Linked DNA regions of Mus musculus: regions 1 and 2 are each linked to region 3. The links are chromatin contacts, called in public HiChIP or PLAC-seq maps. All regions are on one chromosome and are shown on one strand. The core of a region is the stretch at or near the end of the contact, and the rest is flanking DNA. Distances in the headings are between cores, read along the strand shown. Region 1 has its middle 66 kb from the start of Gm25833. Region 2 has its middle 140 kb from the start of Gm25833. Region 3 has its middle 330 kb from the start of Gm25833.

Region 1 (2,757 bases), core at 148-2,647, 400 kb before region 3:
ATAAACTGAGATATATTCCATTGTGAAATGTCTCTCTTATTATATACACTTATTTCATATGCTACATTTTATGCGTTTGACTTAAATTCCATTTTATTAATATATTTCATATCCTACTCGCCCCCTTTTTTTGCTACATCCATGAAGTATCTTCACTGACTCCCTAGTTTTCAGACTATGTCTTCTCTCATGAAATGCTTCTTTTGTGACAATCCAGTGATTCTATTTTTTTTTCCATCCAGCTATACTACCTATTTTGACTCTATGTTTCATCCCAATTGCATACACATCAGTGAGCAACACATCTGCTTGTTTCATGGATTTTTTCCCTTTTTCCTAACTGTTTTTTAAATAACAATACATTTCTTTTTTTCTCCTTCACTGTTGTTAATTTTAAAGGATTTGATGTATATATCTTTTCAGATTAAATTACCTTTTGTTTACTTGTTTGTTTTAAGAGAGCAATTGATTTTCCTCATTTCCTTATTTCCAAGTTTTCTGGTAAATATATATATATATATTTTTGTTCCAACAATCCTCCTCCATCTGTAGTTACTTTTTCTTTTTCTCTTTTTTTTCCTTTCTTTTCTTTTTAACTCAGTAAGTTAATTTATATTTGCTTGCCTCAACATGAGTTGTAGATTTTTTCCCTGAAACATAGCAGATCATTAGTGTCTACAAGGCTGTAGAGAATGAAAATTTATTTCCCAGCAGCCATTAACTGGTTAGTCTGTCAGTGAACCATAGGGACTAAGTAGCTATGCCCATATGCATAAAGAAATACTGATATAACTAAGTGTATGCAGATCTTTTATAGATAGACACAGCAATGTATTTATAAGTACAATAATCATGCCTAGAACTCACTATTTCACAGACTTTTGCTAACCTTTTGTTCTTATCTTCTTTTTACAACTATTGTTCTATGTATTAAAATTCCTTTCACTGCCCTCCAGATTCCCCCTCACACAGTTCCTCATCCCACTCCTCTAGTCCATTGAAGGTGCCCCATCCCACCAGGCCTTCCCCTTCCCTGGGGCCTCAAGTCTTTCAAGGATTAAGCATATCTTCTCCCTCTGAGACCTGATCAGACAGACCACTACTATATTTGTGTCTCAGAACAGCCCTTATACGCTCCTCATCTCTCGCTTAGTCTCTGAGCTTCTTGGGATCTGGGTAAGTTGAGACTGCTGGTCTTCCTATGGGATCACTCTCCCCTTCAGCTTCTTCAATCCTTCCCCTAATTCAACAATAGGGGGCCCTGACTTCAGTTTAATGGTTGGGTGTGAGTGTCTGTTTCTGTTTCAGTCAGCTGCTTGTTGGGTCTCTCAGGGGACAGTCATGCTAGGCTCAATCTGTAAGCACATCTTAGCATCATTAATTGTGTCAGGCCTGGGTGTCCTCCCATGGGATGGTTCTCAAGTTGGGCAGGTCATTGGACTGCATTTCCTTCAGTCTCCTCTCTATTTTTGTCCCAGCAGTTCTTTTAGTCAAGAACAGTTCTGGGTCAGAAATTTTTACTGTGGGTTAGTAAACATATCCCTTCACTTTAGGTCCTGTCTATCTACTGGAGGCAGACTCTTCATGTTCCCTCAACCCAGTGTTGCACATTTTGGCTGAGGTCACCCCCCACCTCATTGAGTATTTAGAGTCTCTTACCTCCCTGGGTAAGATATTGAAATTCTTTGTGATATATATGGGGTCATACAAAGACCAGAAATCTTGCAGAGCACATAATGAAGTGAAGTTGGGTAAGAGGAACAATTGAATGAGAATTGGTATGAGAGAGTGAAAGGGGAGACTGGCAAAGTTATGTTAGGAAGCAGTAAATAGATCAAATATTGGTTCCAGACCTGGGAGCAAAGTATCTAGGATTTCTTTTGTCTGGAAATAGAAAAAGAACAACAGCAGAGGAAGAAGATTATCATTCAGGGAAAGTGAAATTAGGACAGGGATCTAAGTCAGAAGTGTTAGCATTCCTTCTAGGCTCCAGCCCATATTTACCTGGCAATAGCCAGGTATGCCTAGCTTACTATAAAAGGGGTTGTTTGCCCCCTACTATCTCTCTTTTACATTCTCTGCCCCTTCTCTCCCTGACCCCTTTCTCCCCTCCCCCCACTTCCCCCTCCCACCTCTGTCTTCATGTGCTCCTGACCAGCCCCCTCTCTCTTTCTCTCTCTCTTCTCTCTCTCTCTCTCTCTCTCTCTCTCTCTCTCTCTCTCTCTCTCTCTCTCTCTCTCCTCTCTCCTCCCCTCTCAACTCCCTTCCCTATTCCCTGAATAAACTCTATTTTATAATATACCCACTGTATGTCTGGTACTTCAGAGAAAATAGATGTGTCATCATGGGTCCACCATGGCACCCCTCCCACCTCACCATACCCGGCTCTACCAAACATATCCTCCTCTTACTTTTTTTTTTTTTTTTTAATAAACACAACAACAAGAATACAAAATAGGAAAAACACAGTTTGGGAACCCCTGTCTATTTTCCACTGAACTAGAGAAATGCTGCCCCCCATTGTGTTTGTTGTTATTGTACTTCTGCTCTATACCAAGTATTACAGAAAATGGAGCAAAGAAGGTAAACAGCCATCAATAATTCTGTCAAACACCAATGAAAAGAGCCTGCGAGTATTTTGTACTTCTGAGATTGTCATGGTAGGTGATCCTGTTCTAAATGGGACACTATGAAGAAAAGCATGTATTGAATCCGAATCTGCATTTAGTTAAAACACCAGTTACTACTCAATTCCTT
Region 2 (2,700 bases), core at 174-2,673, 470 kb before region 3:
ATGAATATTTTACTTTTTATTACTATAGCTCTGTGGTACAAGATAATGTTATTTCCAGAAGTAAGTTTATAATCAGAGATCATTTTAGGCATCCTGGGGTGTGTGTGTGTGTGTGTGTGTGTGTGTGTGTGTGTGTGTGTGTTTCTATACGAAGTTAAAGATAGGGTTTTTTTTTAAAGATTTGTAAAGAGTTGTATTGAAATTTGATAAAGAAGTCATGGAATCTACAGATTGATATTAGTAGGATCTCCATTTTAAATATATTAGTCCTACTGATCCAAGAGGATAGGGGATCATTCTATCTTTGGAAATCATTAAGAATTTCTTTCTTTAAAGTATAAAAGATTTTTAATTTTACATTATATTTCTTTTACTTCCTTGGTTAAAGTTACCCCAAGATATTTTATATTATTTGAGGCTATTCTAAACACTGTTGTTTCCTTTATTTCTTTCTCAGTCATTTGTGTATAGGGGTAAAACTGTTGTAATAAAATTTTGTAGCCAGATACTTTGCTGAAAGTTTTTATTTACTCTCTTTTCCAGTGGAGATATATATATATATATATATATATATATATATATATATATATATATATATACTTAGTAAAGATACTTAGACTTCTGTCCAATTTGTATATTTGTTCTTCTTAAGTTCTCTTATTGCTCTCTAAAACATTTCAAGTACTGTATTAAATAGACTTGGAGATAGAATACAATCTTGTCCTGTTCCTGATTTTAGTTGAATTCCTTTGAGTTTCTCCTGATGTTGGCTCTAAGCTTGTTGAAATCTATCTTTATTGGGTTGACATATGTCCGTTGTGTTCGTAATATCACTAGGACTTGTATCATGAAAGATTGTTGGAATTTTGCGAAAGATCTTACTTAGTACATTTACTGAGATGTTTATGTAAGCTTTTTTTCTTTTAGTTTTTAATATGGTAAATTATACTTATCAAATTATATATACCAAAACATCCCTATTATGTTACCTTACATTCATCAAAATAATAATTATTTATAAAAAGTCTCATGTTATGAAGCAATCTGTTATAGAAATGCCTTCAACAATCATATAAACAAAATTGTCAGGGAATTGTTTGAGGAAATCATTCTCTTATGCACCAATGTAACAGTAGTCTCTTTTCATTTACATAAATCGTGTAAACATTGGCAAAATGGTTAGAATTAAAAAACAAAACTTGAGTGATAGTATATAAGACAGAAGAAACTTGTCCCGAGCTATTGTTCTCGCTAGCAAGAACGCACAAGGGACACAAGGATCCTTCTGCAGCCAAACTTTATTGCATATTGATGAGGAAGACAAAGAAGCCTCAGAAAGGCGCTGCTTAAATACCCCCTGGTGTGGCGTGTCCATGCCTGACTGGTTGCTTACCCACGATCTCATAGGCCCTGGGGGTGGGCTTGTGACTTTGGCCCGCATTACTCCTGCACATGTGCACAGTTTGTCTCCAAAGGCCGAGCTGGCACAGCGGAATCTGGCGCCATCTTGTGACGGCAAATGTTATTGCGGCTCTCCACAGAAACTGTCCCCTTTCCCTTTCTGAAGGAAAGTTTGGCAGTACATGAAGAAAAATTACTTGACAAATTCCAAGATTGATAGCCTAGAGGATTTGCTAATTAAAATAAAATTAATATAACGATGAGAACACCATAGCAAGGGATCAAGGATCCCTTGAAAACTAAAGAAGTATGCACCAAAAGACGTGCTATTATTTTCAATTTTATATACATTGTTAGTGGGCCAAAATATGTTAAGAGGATTTTCAGGGGCAGATATAGCTATCTCCTATGAGGCTATGCCAGAGCCTGGCAAATACAGAAGTGGATGCTCACAGTCAGCTATTGGATGGAACACAGGGCCCCCAATGGAGGAGCTAGAGAAAATACCCAAGGAGCTAAAGGGGTATGCAACCCTATAGGTGGAACAACAATGTGAACTAACCAGTACCCCCCAGAGCTCGTGTCTCTAGCTGCATATGTAGCAGAAGATGGCCTACTCAGCCATCATTGGGAAGAGAGGCCCCTAGGTCTTGCAAACTTTATATGCCCCAGTACAGGGGAACACAAGGGTCAAGAAGTGGGAGTGGGTGGGTAGGGGAACAGGGCTGGGGGGCGATATAGGGACCTTTCAGGATAACATTTGAAATATAAATAAATAATATATCTAATAAAATAACATAAAAACGAACCAGAGAGAGAGAGAGAGAGAGAGAGAGAGAGAGAGAGAGAGAGAGAGAGAGTTTCTGAAGTGTGACATTATTAATGACCAGGAGTAATTAACCCTAGAAGGAAAAAGGAGAAAGCACTGGAAATTGTAGAAAAGATTTAGAAATAGCTAGAAAGATGACTGTGCTGTTAAGACCTTTATCTACTCATGCTGAGAACTTATGTTTAATTCCCAGAACTCACCTGAGTAGATTATAACCATCTATAATTCTACTTCTAGGGCATCTGTGTATTATTCAGACCTCTTTGGATACCACTTATACACGTTATTACATATCCATGCAGGTAAATATACTTGTCTTTAAAATGAATTAACTGTGTCTTTTCAAAGAAAGAAAGCTGAATAACAAGATTCTGAAAGAATATAGATTACTGTGGGGGCCTCCCAGCCTGGAATGGGTTGAACCAGACACATGGAAAGACATAGGTGTAACTTCAAAAACTTATGGTTTT
Region 3 (2,700 bases), core at 134-2,633:
TGAAGGGCCAGACTCCCAGAATTTGCTTTTCTCCATCTGCAACACGGAGAATTTTCAGGACCTCTAGTCTCCACCGACTAAATCTGAGTATGAAATGATGCACGAAGATCACTCTCACAGAAGGGGGCAGTGTTATGATGGATAACAGTGATCAGAAACTATAAATATCTCTTGTCCCTATTGTAACAGGTATTGGCAGTTGAAAGGTGAAATTTGACTAGGAAGACATGCATTACTGCTTCTCCCAATAGAGAGATAAAATAAGTACAGAGTTGAGTCTTTGTCCAAGTGGAGCCCAGACGATATTTAAATTTAAATTGTATTGTGCTCAGCAAGAGCAAGTGAACTAAATCAAAACTATATCTTCCTGTGAATAAAAGGCACCATTAAGGAAAGTTCTATAATCTATCACACATGAATATGTAAAGAACACACATATATGCAACCCAATTTTTCCTACTAAGAAGTTAGAAAATATTAGGCAGGTATGTAACTTAATTGATGCACTTCTTGCCCACTGTGGAAAGAATGGTGAATTAGAGGCTCCCATCACTGAGGGAACTGATTCTGCTGGAGTAGATTTTAATGACGATGTATTAAAAATAGTTGGAAATGTTAGTGAAATAGATAATATAGTACTTCCAACACATACATTCAGTCTTTATTTGAATTGCACCAGATAAACCTGTGTAGAATGGAAATCAGATTAGACATGGATGTCTACATGGATGACAAGTACTACAGTATATGGGATTTTTATTCCCACCATAAAGCTCAGCTGAAGATTACTGGAATGTACATAGGAAAACCTGAGGTCCCAGATTTGCCATACCATTGTCCTGATAGCTGCTCAGCTAAGGGTTAACTAATCCATCTGAGTCTAATTAAATAATTCTGGGCCCAAAAACATCTCAAAAAAAAAAAAAAAGAATGTCAGTGTGTGATGTGGAACTGTAACTCAATTATTTTCAGGAATATTACCACAGATGTCACATGCAGAAACCCCCCTTTCTAAATCAGAAAGAAACATAAATATACATTTTGTAGTACCAATCACAAATCTATCATTGTGCCTCATGCTGATATTTAGGAGGGGCTTGGACTTCTGATCCTCCTGAGCCGAAGTTTTCTGTTATAAATGGGAGTATCCTTGAGAAGCCGGTCTGCTCTCTCTGAAGATATTGAATTTTCTGGGTCGTCAGCTCTCAAAGTCTCTGTCAAATAAATGTGCTCAGGGCAGTTTAATAGTAGTGGGCAAATGCATGAAAACATTGTGGAGGCTTGGTAGATCAAGAGACTGGGTGCCTCTTTCTATTATTCTCATTGTTATAGTAGGTCTCAGGACTAAGCATGGCTACCTTGACTAGATAAATGTGTGATTGTACTACCCCCTGCTGGAGAGATGGGTAATGTTTCACAGATACTATATTGCAATGGGGATACATCAAGTAAAATAATTTAATTCATCATTATTATGAGCCAAAACGTCATTGGACAAATATATTATATCAAACAACCTAAGCTGAAAGGGTCTCAGAAAATTACATTCATATAAAGTGGGACAGGATCATCTAATATAAAGGTATTTAATAAAATACTGTTGAACATCTCTTGAACTTCATTATATGTGCTATATTACAATTTAATGTTGCTTTGAGGTGGAGATTGTTGCCACTACTCAGTGGCAAGGATGCATTTACAATTATAAATTGTAAATTGATTTCTATTGACCATACCAACTTTCAGAAAATAATAAAGAAAAATTCATTTGAACCAATTAAAATCATATCATAGGGAATTGACAACCGAGTATAAATGTTTACAAATAATTGTGTGTCCACAAAACACTAAATCTGAAAGGTTAAAATATTTTCCTATTTCATACTATGAGAAATAGGACTAGCTATGAGTAAAAGTGCAGCGCCAAGAAAAATCTCTATAAATCCTTGCAATTTCTATGTCTATTGGAAATGTCAGGTTTTTGTTTCTTGCCAAACTTCATTAAAAGGCAAAAATCAATGAACACTGGGAAAATATATCATTCAAATAAAAATTTAAGATTTAAGTCAATTAGCATAAAATAAAATGACTTTATGATTATTTATATTGTTATTAAGTCAGATTATGTCATACTAAACATACCCTTGAAGTATAGGACTTTGTCTGCTGTATTACTTTGAGTCATCCAAATATAAAGCTTGTTTTGAAAATAGCATAAAATTGTGTAAATATCCTATGAGATTAAGGACAATGTAAGGTGGAATAAAAAATGGATTTCATGTCCTTTTGGTCTATATGTTTCCAAACTAGAATTGCAGTTTAAACTGTTTCTGAATTATTCCAGCTGAGTGAGGTGAGGGGCCCTGTATGCTTGCACCTGAAACCGCATCTGCACATGACAATTTCAGTCAAAATGTACTGATCTTCCTGTCCCAGTACAATCATGTTTGAGTTTCATATATTACCGGAAACACTAATCTAAACATAGTAGTCAAGCATTAGTGAAATGCTAAAGTTAGCAGTCTTCTTCATAGTGTACTTGATACATACATGAGTGCACAGCTTGTTTTCTCTTCTTTCTTTCTTTCTTTCTTTCTTTCTTTCTTTCTTTCTTTCTTTCTTTCTTTCCTTCTTCTTCTTCTTCTTCTTCTTCTTCTTCTTCTTCTTCTTCTTCTTCTTCTTCCTCTTCTTCTTCTGTTG

The links. HiChIP or PLAC-seq counts read pairs in DNA pulled down with a chosen protein or histone mark.
Region 1: a contact with region 3 is called in a RAD21 HiChIP or PLAC-seq map of pro-B cells, with 3 times the contacts expected there. The contact joins two enhancer-like sites. A contact is called at or near these places in 2 of 15 datasets of contacts at CTCF or cohesin (large pre-B cells and pro-B cells), 1 of 484 Hi-C or Micro-C datasets (cortical neurons) and 1 of 115 datasets of contacts at active chromatin or transcription factors (large pre-B cells).
Region 2: a RAD21 HiChIP or PLAC-seq map of pro-B cells shows a contact between it and region 3, with 7 times the contacts expected there. The contact joins two enhancer-like sites. A contact is called at or near these places in 2 of 15 datasets of contacts at CTCF or cohesin (large pre-B cells and pro-B cells) and 1 of 115 datasets of contacts at active chromatin or transcription factors (large pre-B cells).

The regions. Positions count from the first base shown.
Region 1 is chr6:68,596,866-68,599,622 of GRCm38.p6, reverse strand. It overlaps Igk. Among named protein-coding and RNA genes, the nearest start is that of Gm25833, 66 kb to the right of the region's middle. Within about 2 kb of position 1,397, at least 8 of the 459 cell types and tissues checked have an H3K27ac peak or open chromatin away from gene starts, as enhancers often do. A contact at or near this core is called in pro-B cells, where this site is marked.
Region 2 is chr6:68,667,409-68,670,108 of GRCm38.p6, reverse strand. It overlaps Igk. Among named protein-coding and RNA genes, the nearest start is that of Gm25833, 140 kb to the right of the region's middle. Within about 2 kb of position 1,423, at least 3 of the 459 cell types and tissues checked have an H3K27ac peak or open chromatin away from gene starts, as enhancers often do. A contact at or near this core is called in pro-B cells, where this site is marked.
Region 3 is chr6:68,200,329-68,203,028 of GRCm38.p6, reverse strand. It overlaps Igk. Among named protein-coding and RNA genes, the nearest start is that of Gm25833, 330 kb to the left of the region's middle. Within about 2 kb of position 1,383, at least 3 of the 459 cell types and tissues checked have an H3K27ac peak or open chromatin away from gene starts, as enhancers often do. A contact at or near this core is called in pro-B cells, where this site is marked.